Regions from separate parts of the Ovis aries genome. Here region 2 is linked to region 1. Evidence: chromatin contacts called from public Hi-C data. All regions are on one chromosome and are shown on one strand. Each heading gives the region's core, a stretch centred on a gene start, on an enhancer-like site or on the middle of the called end of the contact. The rest is flanking DNA. Distances are from core to core; before and after follow the strand shown. Region 1 overlaps TEX2 (testis expressed 2). Region 2 holds the start of PECAM1 (platelet and endothelial cell adhesion molecule 1).

Evidence for each region. A called contact is a pair of places that touch in the nucleus more often than the background predicts.
Region 2: a contact with region 1 is called in a Hi-C map of muscle, with 6 times the contacts expected there. The contact joins the promoter of PECAM1 here to the enhancer-like site in region 1. A contact is called at or near these places in 10 of 16 Hi-C or Micro-C datasets (blood, liver, mesenteric adipose tissue and 4 more).

Annotation. Positions count from the first base shown.
Region 1 is chr11:48,107,492-48,112,278 of ARS-UI_Ramb_v3.0, reverse strand. The region is part of intron 7 of TEX2 (testis expressed 2); the gene reads left to right. Among named protein-coding and RNA genes, the nearest start is that of ERN1, 30 kb to the right of the region's middle. Within about 2 kb of position 3,503, at least 17 of the 54 cell types and tissues checked have an H3K27ac peak or open chromatin away from gene starts, as enhancers often do. A contact at or near this core is called in muscle, where this site is marked.
Region 2 is chr11:48,349,329-48,354,152 of ARS-UI_Ramb_v3.0, reverse strand. PECAM1 (platelet and endothelial cell adhesion molecule 1) reads left to right here and starts at 2,586. Exons shown (of 17, transcript XM_060395774.1): 1 at 2,586-2,736. MILR1 (mast cell immunoglobulin like receptor 1) reads right to left here. Exons shown (of 9, transcript XM_060395778.1): 3 at 2,615-2,659.

The DNA.
Region 1 (4,787 bases), core at 2,254-4,753:
CATGGAATGAGTAGTAAAATGATAAGAAATGCCACCAGGAGCCACCCTCCCAGCACCTCAATAGAGACATAAGACACAGGCTCCTCGTGGGTGTTTGCTTTGTTATGACGCTGCCCTAATGCTTGTAATTCACACTTGTGGTAGACACACAATAGATGGGGGAGCTGGATCATACATTGCAGAACATTCTTTCACTGAGATGATTCTGATGTGTCCAAGAGATTTAATGAAAATGTTTATATTTGAATTACTGGAGAATCTCACCTGCTGTATGCAATCTAACCTGTATCTGTGCTGTTTTCCTTTCACCTTTCTACTGTTTGTTAAAATGTGTTTGGATTCGGCAATCTGTGGATTGTGTTTTCCGGTGAGTGCTATTGATCGGCCCTCCGTGTAGCATTTCATCCCCCCATCAGTGCTGAGTCTCGTGTGGACCCATGTGACACCACAAGGAAGCTTGTCCTTTCATCACGTCCCCTGACATAAAGGCCCCGTTTGTAGACCTGAGAGGATTGAGATCAGGAGCACTTAAGAGGCTTTTCTCGATTGGGATCGCCGGGGTTCTGATCCAGCCCTCGAGTCAAACCCAGCTTCTGTCCCCGGCTACCCCTCCCCAGCGCCATGCCCCGCTGAGCGCCATCAGGCCAGCCGCAGCATAGCAGAACTGCAAAGACAGCTGCCAATAAAACCAAGCACCGCAGGCAGAAGCGGTATTGAAAGTGAGCTCTAACTAACCAGGGGCGAGACAGAGCAGACAAGTCAGGAGCATTTGTGCAGGGAGCCCTTTCGGGAAACAGCCCCGTGCTGCCCAAAGCTGCTGGGGCTCCACTAGAAAGAAGGGGGTCTTGTGGGCAGGTGCGGTCCCATCATGGCCCGGTCCCTGAGATCCCTGCCATGAGGCGTCCCACGTTCACTGTTATTCATGCGGCTCTCCTGGAGCAATTTCAAGTTCATAAAACTCGGCTGATCAGAGGATGGACATGTTTCTGAGCAAGCAGTGCTTCTCTAGACTGCATGAAAAATATCCTCTGATTTAAGACTATAATGATATTATATTTAATGTTTAATATATATCTAAAGTACCATTTTTTTTCCCAGTAGAGTCTGGTATGTTTTGCCTCACTTCCTGTGAGGGTATTAACTTTTATATTGATGTGTAATTGGCTGACATTTAATTTTAAAAGCAAAGACAAATATAATTCCAAAGCACTTGATCTTGGGAGAAAAAGGCCTGGAAAAATGAACCCTTAACCCCTCTCTTTTTTTTTTGGCAAAAAGGACCCAATTGGGAATCTGAGAGTTCTGGATCCTTGCCCCAGAAAGATGCCTACACACACACCACTTGGCTCACAATATCTGGGAGCTTCGAGAGCCTCTGGAAAGCTCACCCGTACCTAAGAGCCTAATCCCAGCTGAGGCTGAGTCCCAGAGGAGAGGCGGAGTCCCTGCACCTGTGGCTGGCACATGATCCTTGGTTTCCTTCAGGAAGCCCCTCCTAGAGCCGCGGGTGTGAAGAGTGGGGCCAGCAGCAGCCCTCTCCTCCCCTTATCTCGTGGCCGCCAGTCCAAGGCTCACTTCCAGCCGGGGGCTTGTCCCCTGTCGTCCTGCTCTGGCAGGGCCTCTGCTTGGTCTCACTGCTTTTGTCCGACCCCCTTGAAGCACGCAAATGACTGTGCCCTGGGAAGTCCCCAAGGAGATGCTGCTCGGCCCTCTGGAAGTCCTACCTATCGTAGAAAGTCTGTTTCCATCCTCACGTCATCACCCCAAGGCTGGTGGTGAGAAGTCTGTGTGTCTTCACTCTAGTGAAGGCCTGTCCCTTTGAAATGTGGGTTCACTTTGTACTTGAGGACTTTTTCCTTTAGTCTTTTCATTTCCCCGATAGTCTTCTGGTTGTGTACGGTAGTTATGGTAACTTTGGGCCGTAAGACGCTCAAAATGGAATTCAGGTGGTGAGCTGGGTGGTTGGAACTTTAGGAATTGCCTGAAGGGTACCTAAGTGAGTCAGGAAAGGGGAATGTTCTGCACGCTGGCTGTTCTTTAAATGCACATCGGGGCCGGCGGTTTCCTGTAAGGCACAGGACCTGTCCCTGCTCTACCACGGCAGCCTGGGCTGGTGTGCGAGTCCCATGGGGGGCCCCCCGACCTCCATATTAGGCTGCTCAGTGTACCCGAGTCCACTGCCCCGCCCCGAGGCCCTGATGTCCTGGGAACCGCGTCCTTGTCATCCACGCTGTGACTCAGTCTAACTGTGGGTGTACATGCACATGTATCTGTAGCAGTATGGGCCTGATTTCTGTTAAAGAAAACGAACACTCTCAAGAGTGTGGTTCCCTCCAAGCAGTCGCCTCACTGGGCTGTTTAATTATGCACGCTTCACTTGAAGCATTCTTTGGAGCTCCTTTGTAGAGCTGCCTCTAGTGTCTGTGACCTTCTTTTAAGTACTCTGACAGCAAATCAGCCTACTTTTTCTAGATGAATCAGATATTTGAGTAATTGCCAGGCATCACTCAGAGGTGCCAGTGATTATGGGGCTAAGAAATGTTTGGCTCAAGACAGACTATCAGTGATAAAATAATTCACTTTTCCTATGTGTCTGACTTCAAGCACATTTCCAAAAAGATTTTTAGCAGAGGCAGTGAAACTGGAATCAGCCCTTTAAGGTGACTCTTAGAAAGGATATGACTCTCATCTGGAATCCCAAGGTGTGTTTTAAAAAATAGGCTTATCATGTACTAGCACACCTTATATATAAGAATGTGCAGGGTGTCTTTCTCTTAAATTCATCATAAGTCTGAGATCACAAAATGCATATTCAGTTATAAACTTGAATCAGCCAGACATTTAGCCCCACTTTTAATTAGTGTTGGTGCTGCATAATACCGCTCCCCAGGCAGAGAGGAGAGGTACCATTTAGCCGCAATCAGAATTTCATGTCATCTGATCTATTTTAACTGATAAGGCATTGTCTAAATTATTAACTTCAAGCCACAAAATTTGTCCTGTTCTCTGTCCTGCGGAGGGTTAATTCAGGAACCCGAGAGCTCACTGCAGTGCTCAGCCTTTGGCATCTTCTGCCTCAGGTCAGAAGGTTGCCAGATGATAAATACCAGTGGGGACAGGAGAGGCCAGTGGCCTTGAAGGTTTTACTGCGGTCCAAGATACCGAGGCAGCCTTTGGTGCTGTGTAGATTCCTTACCTGGCAGCATGCGGTCTGAACCAGGGGGGCACCATCATGTTCCTAAGAAGTAAGCTAGGTTTCTGAGAAAGGTCATTATTATCTTTGGGGATTTACTTCCCTGACTTTCTTCATCCCAAGTCCCCGTGTAAGCTTTCTTAGGAATCCTACGTTGCCTTTTATATAAAAGAAGAGCTCTGTGAGGGCCGCCCAACCATTGAAAGGGCTGAGATGGTTTTGTGACCAGCAGGGACATTTCCTGGACTGGCCAGGCCTCTGATGGAAGGAGGAAGAGTCAGGTGCTGTCCCCGAGGCTGGGGACAAGAGGCCTTTGTGTCTGCAGAGGGAGTTTCTTCTCAACGCCACACTCAAGCCTGTTGGCTAGAGCACAGGCTCTAATGTTTCAGAACAGGGTTGAGGAGGATCCGGGTGTCCTGCCAGGGAGGTCCTCTTACAGCCAGGCTCCTGTTTCAGGGTGGAGATTTCAGAGCCCTCCTCTCCCATGCTGGGACCTCAGCTGGGCCTTCAAGGCCACACTGGCAGGTGTGCTCTGCCCTTGGGTGCCCTTGGCCCTTGTTGGCCAAAAGATGAGCGCCCATATGGGCTTCTGGTAGCCAAGGACAGCATCTGAGGAAAACCCCAGAGGGTTTTGAATGCAGGAGATGGGACCTAAGCTGGGATGCCTTCCCCTGTCCTGGTGATTTTGTCCTCAAAATTACAAGACCGACCTTCTGCTTAGTGACTATTGATAGCGTAACAATGTTCAGAGATAGTTCTGTCCCTTGTTCATTTTGTCCCCATCAAGTCTCTGAGCCTGAGATGGGCCCTGCCTTCTGTCTCTCTGCCTCTCGGAAGTAAAGCCTCCCTTCAGGGAGGAAGCTGCCTTTTGTGGGGCCAGAGCTCAGCTGGGAGCCCTCCAGTGCCCTCAGTGGGGAACCTTGATCACTTGCCACTCTGGTGATCCAGACCCTCCAGGCCTCTGGAAACTGAGAACCTACCCTGGAAAGATTCATGAGGAACATTGCTCTCTGGTGAAGCTTTTTATTACTTTATTTTTAAAAAGTTATAAACTAGTACTTTTCCTGAAAGGTTCCTGGCTTCCCATGTCAGTTGCCTCCTGGAATCCCTTGAGATTTGTACCTCTGGTTGTTGGCTTTTTCTGTGACCTTCAGGAGCTGGGGCAGGAGAGGGGGTTATGTAGTTTCACAAGGAAGCAGTCTCCAGCCAAAACTCACTTGGAGATGACTAAGCCAGAAAGCACAATTTTTTTGAACTCAGCCAGTGTCAGAGGACTTGCCTGAACAACCCCGTCATCCATGAGGTGGTCACTCACTAACATGAGCTGTCCCGTCACCCATGCAATCTTCATTCGTTCCACTCACCGCCCATTGGCTGCTCTGCACTGTTGACGAGATCACTGCATTTTGTGTGGATGAGATCACTGCATTTTGTGTGGACCGCATCACACTCTGACCGCCTGTCTTTCTGACGCATGCACAGAATCCAACCCTCCCGGCGCAAGCCCTCGGCGGTTCTGCCCGGGACTGGGCGCTGAAGGGTCTCCTAGGGGACCAGGCCCACCCGAGGATTCTGGGTTAGGCCTCCTCTGTCT
Region 2 (4,824 bases), core at 1,337-3,836, 240 kb before region 1:
CAGTGGTAAAGAATCCATCTGGTTAGGCAGGAGATGCAGACTCCATCTCTGGGTGAAGAAGCTGCCCCTAGAGGAGGGTGTGGCAACTGACTCCAGTATTCTTGCCTGGGAAATTCCATGGACAGAGGAGCCTGGCTACAGTCCATGGGGTTGCAAGGAGTCAGACACATGCCTGAGAACACATGTGCACATTGATAATTTCATTAGATGTTGCAAAATGAGGCTACACCAATTCTTTTTCATTTATAACCCATAATTATATGAAGAGAAATACCCTTGTCAACTCTTTGGTTACACTGTGGTTCGGTTTGTCTAGAAAAGGGAGGATAAATACTAGATTCTCTTCTGTTATTGACCAATTTTAAAAAATAATGAGTTGGTTTCCTATTGTAAGAGTGAGATGTTTCTCCTTTATTATCGTTATTTTTGTTTAAGACTCATTGTGAACTCATAGATGTAAACACATTTGATGTGTCTCAACCTATTACACTATTTGCACTTATTTTATTCTTACAGCCTCTCTAAACGGCCTTCTGACTCTTTTTGCCACAATCCTAGTAATCTCTGATAGCTGTGTGTTTGTATTTTACTATTTTAAAATGCCAAGGGAAGAAATAACCCTCATCAGAAAATCTAATGTTAAAATTTAAGATTATAAAAGCATTAAGAGAAATACCCAGAAACGTTTTTATATCATCTGTTGGAAAAGGTCTTCCAAGTAAGAGCCACAAAACAGGAACCATAAAGAAAAGACTGAAAGAAATAACTATTCTAAAACTTTAAACTCCTGCGTGGCAAAATTAAGACAAGTGGAAACCTAGAAGAAAGTACTTAAAACATAAATAAGCATAGGATTCTTTTAATATATGTAAGATAAATGTGTTAGTCGTCAGCCATGTCTGACTCTTTGGGACTCCATGGACTGTAGCCTGCCCAGGCTCCTCTTGTCCATGGGATTCTCCAGGCAAGAATACTGGAGTGGGTTGCCATTTCTTTATCCAGGGGATCTTCCCAACCCAGTGATGGAACCCAGGTCTCCTGCATTGCAGGCAGATTCTTTACCATCTGAGCTACCAGGGAAGCCCTAATATACATAAACCAATAGCAAATTAATAAGGAAAAGACAATCAAAAAATGGTCAAATAATATGAATAGGTAATTCCCAGGAGAAGAAGTAGTGTTTAAAAAAAAAAAAAGAAACAGTGTTCCAGGGATGGCTTGGGTGGAGGAGGGGTTTAGACCCCTCAAAAACGCCAGCAATCTACACTTTGATCTGGACAATTAATATTTTCTCAGTCTTATGTAAGCTCAGATTCAAGATAAGACCTCACCTCTCTTTCCAGCCAGATTGCCATCCCTAAATGTCCTTTATATGGGCATGCTAGGGCTTCCATAGTCAACAAACATGAGAAAGAAGCACAGCTTTATGAGTGATGAGGCAACCGCGGACTCAAACAACATTCAGATATTATTTCTGTACTCATGAGACTGACACAAATTTAAAAAATTGATTGTATCCACTGCCAGAGAGAGGGTGAGAAACTCACACTCAACCCATGTCCGTGATCAGCGTTGGTGAACATGCACCAGTTCAGTGTGTTAGGAGGGCAACTTAGCATCAGCTGTAACAATTCAAACGGACATGGCCTTCGACCCAGCCATTTCACTTCTAGGATTTTATCCTACGTGAACTCTCACACGCTCATGTGTCCACAGAGGATGTTTACGGCAGTATTGTTTCTATAAGGAATAAAATGGAACAACCAATACGGGAATGATGGTTCGATGAATTATGACTAAGTCCTATTGTGAAATGCCATGCAACTGTTGAGAAGAAGGGAGCGAAACCTACAACTTCCTCTTAGAAAGATGTCTGGGACGTGTTAATTTTAAAAAGAACAGGCCACAGAAGAGTTTGTTTGCTTTGATATTGGAGCGAAAAGGACTGTTACTAGTGTTTGCTCCTGGACACAGAGATGGGAGAGGGACTGAGGGGATCTGTTTATAGCAGAACATTCACCATTTACAGTATAATAACAACAACGACCTGGGCTGGCATTTACTGATGGCTCCCCCATGCACTCGGCTCTGTGCTGAGGGACAGGGCTTGTCTCAGTCTTCACAACAGCACTCCCAGGGAGGTGCCTTTATTTCCCCCGCTTCACAGAGGATAGAAATTAAGCTTAAAGTGGTTTTCGTCATGCGCCCAGACTACCAGGTGGAAAAGGGTAGAAACAAGGTTAGGACCACAACAACCTGGCTCTATGATGATAAACTGTCTCCCAGGATATGTTTTTAGTGTCGCCTGAATTATTTTACAACGATAGTGTATTGATTTTCTAATTAAAAAACAACAGAAAAAGAAAGAACCGTTTCATTGTTTTTTTTTAAAAAACAATCTCAACATTTTGTTTCTTAGTTTCAGGAAAGATTCTCTGACTCCCTCCCTAATATCACTTCATTTTAAACAGTACAAAGTGGAAAAACTCTCCTCTTTGGCTGCTCAACAAAAAGCACAGAAAACCCTGCTCGCGACAGCGCATGACTGAAGCTGACGGTCTCACCGTTTCGGTGAAAGTGGCTTTAATACAACAGAGAAGTAAATGAAACTTACCATTTGGTTTTCTCAGTCTTTCACAATCCAGTGCAGCCTTTTGAACTGAAAGAGAGAAAAGGAACACAAGAAAACTATTTTTCCACATGACGTTTTGGTTTGGAGATTCAAGCTTCAAAATGGTAAGTGAGCCTCGGATGTGACAGAAAGAAAAATGCCCCAAAGAACAGCTTGTTTAAATAGCCCCACATTCTCTTGAATGAAATCGGGGAGGAGGGCAAAGGAGTCTTGATGGCCTCCCTGCCTCCCACCAGCGAATCACAGAGAGAACTTCCTCTTTTTCGACGAATTTAAAGAAATTGGAGTTGTGTGGACTAGCCTGATGTGGGATGACTGGTTGGTGTGACCCTGTGCTCCTCTGTGAGCACTTGTAGGCAGAGAGGGATATGGCAGGTTACTTCTAATTCAGGCTGGCAGGGAAGTGGACTGTGAGTAAAAGAAAAAATGTTGCTACTATGGGCTTCCCTGGTGGCTCATCGGTAAAGAACCCACCTGCCAATGCAGGAGACCCGGGTTTGATCTCTGGGTGGGAAAGATCGCCTGGAGAAGGAAATGGCAACCCACTACAGTATTCTTGCCTGGAAAATCCAGGGACAGAGTAGCCTGGCAGGCTATATAGTCCATGGGGGTCACAAAAGGATCGGACATTACTTAGCAACTAAACAACAACACTGTCTTTATGCAAACCTACGTGATCATCTCCTTTTGGATTCAGCCTGGGTCAGAAGGAAGTTAGTGGAAAGTTTGTTTTAGTCTTGGGGAGCAACCTTGACTGTCTAGAGAGAGACACAGAAACGTGGCAGCAGAAATGCCTGACTGTGTTAAACGCTGGCTTCTAGGCCCTGCTCCAGGCTTCCTGGGGATGAAACCTGGGACTCTGGATTTTCTCCAGGGCCCCAGCAGCCTCAGCGTGTCTAGATTACAGCCCCGAAGTGGCTTGTGATTCACTTGCACCCAATCCAGAATTCTCCTGACTCTGCCAAGTGGATGCATGTTCTGTTGTCATCAGCATGAAGTGGAGAGTGGGAAGGGGGTGAGGGGTTCCTGAGTGGTTGGGGCTGTGATTGGCCTGGGCCCCTTGGGTTACTGGTTCTTTTTTTCTTTTCTTATTTGTGTGTGTGTGTTTTTTTGTTTTTTTTTTTTTGGCTAAGCTGCGCAACTTGTGGGATCTTAGTTCCCTGAGCAGAGAACGAACCTGCATCCTCTGCAGTGCACGTGCAGAGTCCTAACCACTGGACCGCCAGGGAATTCCCAGGTTACTGGCTTTTGTTGCCTGAAGGGTTGACCCTGACGGTCTCTTCGTTCTCGTGGATAGGTGCCCTCTCCATGGGGAAGACACACCCCTGCCTGGGTGCAGGTTCTTCCGAAACATCACCCAATCACCAGTATTAACTCGCTCCAGGGGCTCCTTGCTTGGGCTCCCCAGGTTCCCAGCCTGTTGTGGTCAGTCGTGCCTAGCCCCACACCACTGGGGGTCTGAACAGAGCCCAGGGCTTGGCTGCCGTCACCCCCACTTCCTCCCTATCTGCTGCCACTGTCTGGAAGCAAATCATCTTAGTCCTCAGTTTGTAAAAGAAAAATGCAAAGTTAGTCCTCCGTTTGTAAAAGGACTTTATTTCCTTCCAACAGTAAAAGTTACTTCTTAGGCACCCACCCTTCCAACAAAGACAGCACTCAGTGACTTCATATGGCAATATTGGTGGCAATTTCTCTCACTAAAGGAGAGTGTGGAAAAGCACCCCACCAGTTTAATCTCTGGTGGCATAACTCTCAATGCGAGAATTTCTGCTAAGGGGAATCAGAGGTTTTGGTTTTGACGTTTCCCACCAGTGTCTTATCCATCCTGGCCTGAGAACTGTCATGCCCAGAAGGATGGGGGCTCTTTCAGAAAAGCTGACATGTCTGGGGCATTTCTGCATGTGGAACTTTCAGCTCGGGCAGGAAGCCTGCAGACCGCAGCAAAGACAGCAAAGGAAACTGGAGGAAGTTCTTCTTAGGGCTGTTAGTAAACGTTACTGGGAGTACCTTATCGAGGCCCCCCTCAAAGGATCATAGTTTATCAAAGATTACATAACAAATCAGATATAAAGTCTCAAGTGGAAAAAGAAAAAAGTTCATCCATGGACCTGACACGTTGCATAGAGCCCAAATCATGACGAAGCTGCACTATCATGGTCCACCGAAATTCATCATATCAATAAACTTGATAA